2 separate regions of the Oryctolagus cuniculus genome follow, and region 2 is linked to region 1. Evidence: chromatin contacts called from public Hi-C data. All regions are on one chromosome and are shown on one strand. The core of a region is the stretch at or near the end of the contact, and the rest is flanking DNA. Distances in the headings are between cores, read along the strand shown. Region 1 holds the start of WFDC5 (WAP four-disulfide core domain 5). Region 2 overlaps STK4 (serine/threonine kinase 4).

Region 1 (5,313 bases), core at 233-2,732:
CAAAGGACTCCAAAAATTTGGTGCCACCCCCCCCGATACACACACTCACACATCCATGTCTCTCCTTCCAAAGGAAATCCCAAATCCAGTAATTGAGAAAATGGATTAAAAATCCTGGAGAGAGGAGCTTTGACAAAGTCCAGGATGAGAGACAGAGATGACAGCGGGTTCTGGGTTTTTTGATTTTTTTTTTTTTCAGGAAAAAAAAAAAGTTTGTGGGGCATGCATTTGGCCTAGCAGTTAGAACACTGGGATGTCTGTGTTCCTTATCAGAGTGCCTGTGTAATATGTAATTAGGGGGAAAAATCACCCATAAATTTTTCCTCCAAAATAAATCTGCCAAGGTGTTAGAATTCCAAAAGTAACGTGAGGTCACACAAGACAGGGCCCCTCTTTTCCTGAGGGTTTAGAAGACAGCACGAGGCAATCTGGGTAAACCCAAGGAGGAACTTTCTGGCTGCAAGGGTAGGGAGTCCTGGACTGGAATGGATGAAGCAAGCCACATGTCACCCTCCCTTCTCAATGCAGGTGACGATGAAGTACTGCTCTGCTTTCAACACCCAGGGACTGGGGCTGATGGGGAAGCAACAGCGGAAGTCGCAGCTGAGTCAGGAATCAGCTTCACACCCTGGGCCAGTCTCCACCCATCTCAGTTCACAATTTTCTCCTCTTTCAAACCAGAGGGCTGAGAGGTCAGACTCGCTCTCTTCCTATGCTGATGGAGCTTCTGTTTGGGGCCCCTTTGGACACTAAGCCTTCGCTGCCTCTCTTCCACCAACTGCAGAAGCCAACAGCAGAGGCCCCTGGACCATGTGATCTTTCTGCTCAGGATCCCTTGGGGTCAAGGAAGTGGTCCCAGTGGCCACTACAACTGCTATGGCCTGAGAGCTCAGCCAACCCAAAACCATGTTCCACCAACCACCACAGCCAAGCCAGGCTGGGCAGAGGGTGGTTCTCCCAGATGCCACAGGAGGTGACTTCAGCAAGGCAGGGCCAGACTCTCCCAGCCAGGGGATGCCAGGAGGAGACGCCAGGCCTGGCCTCACCCCTGTGCCAGCCTGGGCCTGCCTCCTCGGACAGGGAGCTCTGTCCCTAACCCTAAAGCTGTTTCCCTCCCTAGGCATCCAGAACTCTGAAAACTGCCCTGCCATTTGACACTGACTTCTGTCCCCTGCATAGGACATTGCTGGGGCTTTAGGATCTTAAAGTACATGACTCAACAACCTTCATCCTGTACACAGAAGAGAAAGACTGAAGGGCAAAGAGGGACAAGATGCGCCCGAGATCACAGTTAAGTTGGCTATGCAGAGTCAGCTATGCGGGCAGGACTTGATCCAAGCCATACCCCACCACCACCACCACCACCACCCTGTCTGCATATCCTGCACGGGCAGGATTTACTCGGAGGCCCTTGGGCAGGGGGTGGGGCCGAGATAAGTCAGGCACACGCATGCATGCAGGCCATGCATGCCCTCCTCCTGACTCAGTGGCTGTGACCTCCCTGAGCCTGTAGGTGTTAATTTGGGGCCCCTGGGCTCTGATCTTATTAGGTGCCGGCACAGAAACATGAGGATCTGCAGCGTCCTCCTGGTGGCCCTCCTGGCTCTGGGGAGCCAGCTGCCTGCTGCCTCTGGGCGGAAGAAGGGAGGTGAGTGCAGGTAGAACCCCTACTCCAAGAACAGTACCTCTTTGGGGGGGGGGGGGTTTAGAGGAAGGCCGGCAGTGTGTGTGTGTGTGTGTGTGTGTGCACGTGTGTGTGTCTGCTTCCCAGCGCTTCCAGGAGCCTGTGGTTTTGTTTGTGCATCCTGACACCTGTCCACCCACCTGCATCCTTCTCTGTAAATGTCTTACCGCCAGTGTCTCAGGCTTGCCTGTGCCTGTCTATACATCTTGGCGGGGTGGGGTGGGGTGGTGAAGCCGTGCACCCGTCTCTGTGTATCGGCATGTCGCTGTGCCTGCTTGTCTCTGTGGCCTCCTAGCAATGGCAGCAGTCGTGTGTGTCTGAGCACGTGAACACAGAGCCCTGTGCCTCTGGGGACAGGGCCTGGGAGCTGTCCGGGTCTGCTGTTGCATGGCTGGTACCTGTGGAGCAGTGACTGGGTCTACTTGGCAGGTGCCATGAGCCTTCTCTGGCCCCCAGCCCAACCTGTGGAGGGGCCTGGAGTTGAGTAGGGGTGTAGCTTCTGGTATCTGGGGTCTGTTGGGAGACACCCTGTTGCTCCCTTCCCCCAGTCTTCTGCTCCCATTCCCTCCCCCTGACAAGGCCAGGGCTGCCCTGCCGATGGACAGGTAAGGCCAGACAGGTGTCTCCCAGTCTGGGTGAGGCTGTGGCTTGTGTCCCCTTCTGGGGTTGGAATGCTTTGACCTACATTCACTGCACAGCCCTGGCCCCATTCACAGGAGGAAGTCAGCAACGTGGACAGGTCCTCCTTTTCCCTCTGACTCTGGGGAGCAGACTTCTACATATTCCCTGCCTTTGCCTTTCTCAGAAATAAGTTCCTGTCTAGATCATGAGCTGGTTTAGGGAGGAGGGGGCTCAGAGACCCCCAGGCCAAGAGAGGAAGGACACAGGTGAAGTCCAAGGCCAGGCCCTGTGTCGGCTGTGAGTCAGGCACCACCATGATAAGATGCCCTACTGTGACACAGGAGGCCAGGGCTATCTTTACACCCATGCTACAGATGAAGAAACTGAGGCACAGTGAGAAACCACTCGCCCAAGCCAAAGACCGACTCAGTTAGCATCAAGGTGGCATCTGAGTGTGGATATTTGATCCTGTCCACTTACTTCTTGTAAAATATGGTTCCCTGCCTCTCTCTGGAGAGTAAGTGGTGTCCTGAGGAATAAGGCCTGGCATACAGGAAGTGCAGCATAAGTGGGTGACTTGGGGGAGCTACTGAGGGTCTGGGAAGGCCTCGCACCTCCCAGAGGCAGGAGCGAGGTGCCAGCAGAGCCTGCACCTGGCCAGGACCTCCCAGTGCTGCGTGCTTGTCTGTCTCCTAATCCACCACATCGTGTTCTTCCCTGACTTCTCTCCTGTGAGACATCTGCCAGGCTCTCGGTGAATTTCAGACCCCGTGGAGGCTGAAAGCATAGAGGGAAGAGAAGCCGTGGTTTGCTGCCTGTGGATGCCCAGCCCAGCCCCTCACTCAAATGTCAAGAGTCTCTGATACAAAGAGGCTGGCACAGTGCCTGAGCAACAGCAAGTGCCTAATTAAAGTCACTGGTTTCAACCGCTACACGGTATTAGGGCTTCCTCTGCACTTGGTTGTACACAGATGGCTGTGTGTGCCCATGTGTGTTTCCCTGCACACGCACACACACACACACACACGCTGGCACCAGACAGCAAGGGCTGCTCGATACTCGGGTCCCTGAGTTTAAGAAGGAATTCACGAGCAAGTCAGAGAACAGTGAACAGCCAGCAGTGAGCGTTGCCCTGAGAAAGCAGAGATGTGCACTCCACAGACTGAACGGGGCCTACCTGGAGGGGAGCTGGCCCTTCCTCTGAACTGCTTAATATCACCTGGGTCCTTCATGAACGGGGAGGTACATTCTAGCAAGCGTGTGTTAGGGTGCAGTCTAACAAGGGGAAGGAATACTCACGGCTTTCCTGGGGAGAAGGTGGGCATTCCCCGGGCACCCTTCTTGCTCTTTAGGTGGTCCCGTGTTTCCTGTCACGGCACCTGGCAGGTGTGCCATTTTGCATGCTAATGTATTACATGAGCGTGTAATAAGCTGTAGGTCAATCAAGGTCAGGTTTGGCTCCCTAAACTGGTCTGAGCCTGGTTCATATGGGGGGGGGGCAGAGGGCGGTGGGAGACAGGGGTTTGTTTATCTTCAGAGCAAGGGCAACCAAACCTGGATCCTGTGGGTCTTGAGATAACAGGGGCTACTTACTACCCCCAGGTGGCTCACCTGATTCCCTCCCTCCCCGTCTCGTTACCGCCCATGCATAGGACCGCATGTCTGAGTGCCGTGTAATTAACTATCTGTGTGTGTAGGCACACATGAGTTTGTATATATACTTAACTATGTGTATATTCATACGAATGACTGTACTTCTACGTGTGTGTGTGTGTGTGTGTGTAACAATCATGTATATTGATGTGTGTATTAGGTTAAACCAAGTGAAATTACTTTTGTCACTCAAAAACAGTTAGCTATTGGAAATTTCATATGGTTATATGAAATTATATAATCATAAGCCTACAGCTAATCACACATATAGATCTGAGCGACCATGTATCTGGACTGTGTGTGCTTCTGGGTCTGTGTGTCCCTGTACTTGTTCAGCCAGGTCCAGGGATGGTTTCCTCTCCCTCTGAGCCCACAGATCCATGGTGTATGGATCAGGAGGGTGTCTGCGTGTGCCTGAGTGTCAGTCATATGTGTGACATGTCTCTATGCATGTAACTCTGAGTGGGGACCTAGATGTGAAGGGAAGGTTAGGGAAGACGGACGAACAGAATGAGCGTGACCGCTCGGGCCCTCTCAAGCCTCGGCATACGCCAGGCTTCTATTCCCAGGCCGCACTGTGACTGTCACAGTTTTCCCCATTTGAACTGCAGACTCCCAGCCCCTCTCCCCGTCTATTCCCCAGGATTCAGCCCAAGCCCTTCCTCCCAGAACGGCTTCTTGCCCCCACCCCCTGCTTCTCCTCTGTGTCCAGGCAGCTCTATTTGGCCCACTCTTTGAGACCCAAGCACCTCTGGCCTGGGTTTGTGAGCGCAAAGCTAAACCCTGGAGCCCAGTCTCCCAAGGCCCTTCACACAACCCCACCACGCTCCCAACCTCCTGGGAGAGGGTAATCCTAGTAGCGAGGCCAACACAGACTAAACCACTTCCTCCAGCAGGGGGCAGCAATTCAATTTAAAACAACCCAGCCTACCAATGAGCTGGCTTTGAGCACTTACTCTGAGCCAAAAGCCCACACTGTGCGTGCAGCTGGCACCGGGCTGGGGGCTCAGTGGGGGAAGCAGCACAGAGACAAGTCACAGCACTGGATCCAGCTGCCTTGGAAACTCTTGCACCTTCTGATGCTAGACTGAATGGAAGGCCTGGGACCAGCTCCATCCCTGAGGCCAAAGGGCAGCCAGAGCGGAGGGTCATGGAGTTCAGAGGGCATGAGGCTCTGGGAGTCTCAGCCCAGGCCTGCGTGCGCCAGGCATTGATTTCTTCTTCCACGATATGCCTTCTGCATGGAATCAGAAAATGGCCCCAAATCATTACAAGAATGGCGAGGGATGCTCAGGAGAGAACATTCTTTGGCCATTCAGGGGAGCACTCAAAGACAGAGTCAAATTCTGAAACCA
Region 2 (5,367 bases), core at 80-2,579, 55 kb after region 1:
AATAATAATAGCAGCAGTTAAAAAAAAAAGCCAGATCATTTTTAAACATTAACTGTTCATTATTGGTTGGTCATGTATTAAGCAAGTATTTCCTATGTATTAACCTCATTTGATCTTCATTTAACCTTACTGCTAAATTTATTAACCTGATGCTCTAGATGAAGAATTTGAGAGCTGAAGATTTATATAATCGAAACTATCCAAGGTCACACTGTCTGCAAGAGACAGAGACTAAAACTGAATCTGTTTCTGTCTATACCTTGAGAGCCAGCACTTTCAATGAAACATCACCCAGTATCTAAGATTAGTTAGGTGTTTTCACACTCATTACCTCAGTTAAACAGAGAGAGAGAACAAAGCTCAAAGACACCAAGAAAACCCATGTGCTGAGCAGCACAGGTGTACAGGGAGTACCGACACTCAGCTGCTTGCCTTGGTAACAAGGAGCTAGCCTAAGGCCGGCAAATTTTACTCAAGCCAAATTACCATGATACTAAGTGGGTAGGGGCAAGAGACTACAACTTTCTCCATCTGTAAAACAGAAAATTCAGATGATCCCAACTCACTTTTGCAGTTTCTATGAGAAATCATCAAAGCTTCACAGAGGAAGTTCCCCAGTGACAAATCTGGCCAAAATTTAAAACGGCCGTATCTTCAGAGATGCTGAGCAAGGATACGGACCACTCATTTCCCAACTTATGAACTCTCCCTTCTCAGAAACGCACAGAGGTGATCCGAGAGAATGCTGGATGCTGCCTCTTTCTGGAGATGCAGGAGCTAGAATACACGCCCCTTCAGCTCCCTTTCAATCCTGAAAGTGTCATTCTCTCAGATACTGTACTGGGACAGCTTACTGAGAAAGGATAGCTGCTGGGAAGTCAAGACATATGACTGTTTGTCACCTAAACTTCCAGGGAAGCCATTTGGAAGTGACCCCAGTCCAGGGCTTCCTAGGCTCTAAGGTGCCAAGGTACTTGTTTGCAGCTCTTAGGATCTACTTCTGAGCCAGTATGCACTCAGTTCAGTAGCTGAGATAAAAGTCATTCTATATTTTAACATCAGAGAATAACTGGCCTTGAGTGTAAAGCAGCCACAGGTCAGGCAGTCTCAAAACCAAAGAAAAGAAATGAAAAACAGTGTCAAGTTCACACAGGCTGATATCATTTTAAGAAACCTCCTAAAGTCACAAACCACAAGCATTTCAGTCATGCTCTCAGAGCCATTTCGGCAACTGAGTTAAAAACCAAGCTCCAAGCAGCCAGTGAGAGTCATCAGCAGAACCAGGCTCCCGCAGCTTCTGAGACAAAGAGGACATTCATCTGCCGTGTGGTTTCTCAGAAAGCGTATCTACCCAGCACGCTCCCCGGGCAATTTTGGATACATATGTCTTTTTCAGAATGCTGTTCTTGGCTGGTTTTCTGAAAGTAAAGAGTACAAGATCTCATTATATTCCAAAGTACAAATGAATTCAGTCTCAACATACTTTAAATCCAGCTTTACAGGAAAAATAGAAAGTTGAAACAGAAATAGCGTTCCCTGTCAAGGACAATTTAGAAGTCTTCTCACCAGAAACCGCTCAGCGTGATTAGCCCAGCAAAGACCCAGAAACAGGCAAGCAGCATTTATTCTGGCCACCTCCTGGGCATTCACAAGGCACTGCCAGGTCAGGGACCTGCAGCAGATCATGGTCCCCACTCACCCACCAGAAAAAGGTTCAAAAGGGAAACAAGCAGGGAGATGGTCCAGACAGCTGCTGGGAAGGATCTGAGAGCACCGGATTTTGGTAGTTAAAATCCCGGCTAATTCACACACTCGATAGCAAAACAACAACCACAACAATAAAAGCAAAGCCAACACCTAAAACCTCTCACTGATGAGAAGCAAGCCTGACTTAGTAACTTAGAAAGAAGCCTAATTCCAACCAGAAATGCTCCAAATACCAAATATCAGAGCAAAAGAGAATGATTCAGTCAAAATAATAAAATGGTTTTAACTATTTTTAACAATAAAGAAACGAAAAGAAATCAAGACATACTGTACATGCATAATGACCTCAGCTGTGTAAAAGAATATAGGAGGAAATATGTCAAAATGGAAGTTATGATTACTGTTCAGGGTGACACAATTGTAGGGAACACTTTATCGCTCAGCTTCTTCAGTCTCTAAACCTTCTATAATTTGTATGGATTCTGTTTATAAGGAGAGGAAAATAATATTATAACATCATAGAAGAGCAAACAACCTAAAAGAGGAGGAGAAAATAACATTTATTAAGTGTTTACTGCAGGACAGGGGCTAGCCTAATGCTTTGCATTTATTATTTCATTTGATACTCATAACAGTCCTGAGTTAGATGTGATTCTATCCATGAGTGACAGAAGATAACATAGCAGGTGCAGAAGACCCGCTATGAACCCTGGCAGAATGATCCAGGGATTCTAATGGCAGTGTGTATGCTGCATCCCAACCACAGCGGCAGACTCTATCTCCCTCCCTACAAGGTTCAATGATAAAATATACTTTAAAGGACATTATCATAATCTAGAAGGATGTGTGGCACAGTGGGTTAAGCTTGTAGCACCGGCATTCCATACGGGTGCCGGTTCAAGTCCCAGCTGCTCCACTTCCAATCCAGCTCCCTGCTAGTGCACCTGGGAAAGCAGTGGAAGATGGCTCAAGTCCTTGGGGCCCTGTACCCACATAGGGGACCCAGAAGAAGCTCCTGGTTCTTGGTTTTGGCCTGGCCTGGCCCTGGTTATTGCAGCCAACAACCTTTGATCATCTTCTGTGAACCAAAGGAAGGAAAATCTCTTCTATCTTTCCTTCTCCCTCTCTCTATAATTCTGCCTTTCAAGTAAATAAACAAATCTTATTTTAAAAAGATTCAAAATAGAAGAATTAAGAACGCCTCTGACACTATAAAAAGAGTCCACATGGCAGAACAAACTATCACTGTAGTTGAAAATATACTAGCATAACAAATACACAATCAACCCACAATATAGAAGATAGATAGGAATAATTGTCAAAAAAGACCCTAAGTATTAGACTATCAAAAACAACCAAAAAGACCTATCAGACTATCAAAAAAAAAAATTAGAGATACAATTACTAAAGTTGGACAGAAAGGATCTGATTTTGAATCCCCAAAAGTTCCCCAGCACATGGAGCCTAGAGAACAGAAATTTAAGAGAGGAACAAAAAGCGCTGTACTTGACGCCAAATTATATAATCCACAGTCAGCCTTAGGAGGCCTGCCTCACTTCTTTTTTCAGTTCAGCACTGAAGGCCTTTTGGTTAGAAATAATCAATTTTGCTTGGCAGAAAAGCATCAAGACATAGGAGTACTGTGGATCGAATTCTGTAGAATCAGCTTATTTGAAATGCATTAAAGTTAATGCCAAAACCAATATGGTGCTCTGTTCGCAGTTCCTTTGGGGAGGTTTTAAAGGCAGAACAATTTTGAAAGTCAGAGTGTAAAGTGGAAACTTTCTATCAGTAAAAACAAGCTTCTTTTGGATACTAGATGCTATCAAGATTTGGTAATTCCAAATTAACTATGAATTCTTACAATCCTTGGTTGTTAGCAAAAGTGGCTGCCTGTTTAGAAAAATATGAAGCCGGATGGCTGCCCCACTCTATACCAAGACAGACTCCAGATGGATTAAATACTGAAAAAGAAAAAAGAAATTCTAAAACAAAGTAGAAGTTACTATTTTTATTATTTTAGGATGTGAAAAACTTCTAAGCATGACATAAAATTCCAGAAACCACAAAGGAAAAGCTAATAAATTGAAATATATAAAAACTTAAAATGTCTAAGACACTATATAAAGTTTTCAAAAGCTGAGAAAATATCTTTATCACATGTTAAAAGATTTATAATCTTATTTGATACATGACGAACTTTTTAAAATCAATAAGGAAAACTGAAAAAATTAGATAAAAAACACAAATTGGCAATTTACATACAATAGCAGAGAAATTTGACAATATGTTTTACAATTTTAAATGTATAACCAATTTAACCCAATAGTTGTAGTTGTGGAAGTTAATTCTAAGGATATACTCTTCAGAGATGTTCATTAAAAGAACATTCATTAACATTAAAAAATAATGCATTAAAAAAATGGCATAAAGTGGGTAAAGCTGCCACCTGCAGTGCCAGCATGCCATACAGGCACTGGTTCCAGTCCTGGCTGCTCCACTTCCAATCCAGCTCTCTGCTATGGCCTAGGAAAGCAGTGGAAGATGGCCCAAGGGCTTGGGCCCCTGCACCTGTGCGGAAGAACCAGAAGCAGCTCCGGGCTCCTGGTTTCAGGTCGGCATAGCTCTGGCCGTTGTGGCCAACTGGGGAGTGACCAGCAGATGGAAGACCAGATCTCTCTCTCTCTCTCTCTCTCTGCGTAACTCTGCCTTTCAAATAAGTAAATAAATATTAAAAAAAAAAAAAAAAGCTGGATTTCACCTAAATTCCACGAATTGGTTAAAGAAGAGGTCACAAACACGAATGTTTGTCGGTCAGGCACAGGTGACAGAAACAAGCCAGTTATCTAACAATAAACAGGAGACGGGACCGGCAGTGACTGGGACAGCTTATACCCACTGCGGGATCCAAACTGTGAACACTGCAAGCGCTCTCCCTCCTGGAGTCCTAACAGACCGCAGGGTCAGAGGTGTGACCACAGCCACGGGTGAGCACGGCTGCCTGCTCTGCGTCCCGCCGAGGAGGATGCCTACCCTGAATGCTCAGTGCTCACTGTTCTATCCCACTTGAATAACTCTAAGAGTCCACTGATGAGTATCACAGACTCAAGCCTGAAACCTTAAAGGTCATCTAGGCTAACACAAGGCTTTCCTTGAGGCTGAAGCCATCCAGCCTTGTTCAGACCCAGGAAGAGAGCAGAGAGAGGGGGATGAAGGAAAAAGGCCAGAAGTCAGAGGATGAAGACGAGACTGGGGTCTCCTGCTGCATCTTCATTTCCCATAAGAACAAAACAGATGGGCAGAGAAATGGCAGAACGGAAAAAGGGGAAACCCTGTGCGTCGCATACCTTGGATATTGAACTATACATTAAATGCCACAGATTGTTCAAATACCACCAACTCTCAGCAATATTCCCTCTCATGAAGTGCTGAATTCATAGTACCACTGTTAAACATTCCTTTGGCAATAAACTTCTGCGTAGCTGTTACCCTCATTAACCAAGCTGGCACAAGGAAGAGTTACCACAGATAATGTGACAGGTTGTATATAGGACTTTTATTGCAAGATCCTAATTCATCCCAAGAACTATTTTAAATTAATCCTAGTTTATAATTACAGCCTCAGCAGCACTTCCAAAAGTGGAAAACCTCCACTTGAAT

Evidence for each region. A called contact is a pair of places that touch in the nucleus more often than the background predicts.
Region 2: a contact with region 1 is called in a Hi-C map of an unstated tissue, with 2.6 times the contacts expected there. The contact joins the enhancer-like site here to the promoter of WFDC5 in region 1. A contact is called at or near these places in 3 of 6 Hi-C or Micro-C datasets (ear pinna, psoas muscle and an unstated tissue).

The regions. Positions count from the first base shown.
Region 1 is chr11:14,065,507-14,070,819 of mOryCun1.1, forward strand. It overlaps WFDC5 (WAP four-disulfide core domain 5), which reads left to right and starts at 1,483. Exons shown (of 4, transcript XM_008274755.4): 1 at 1,483-1,648. The coding sequence starts at 1,567.
Region 2 is chr11:14,121,027-14,126,393 of mOryCun1.1, forward strand. All of the region lies in intron 10 of STK4 (serine/threonine kinase 4), which reads right to left. Among named protein-coding and RNA genes, the nearest start is that of KCNS1, 43 kb to the left of the region's middle. Within about 2 kb of position 1,330, at least 1 of the 8 cell types and tissues checked has an H3K27ac peak or open chromatin away from gene starts, as enhancers often do.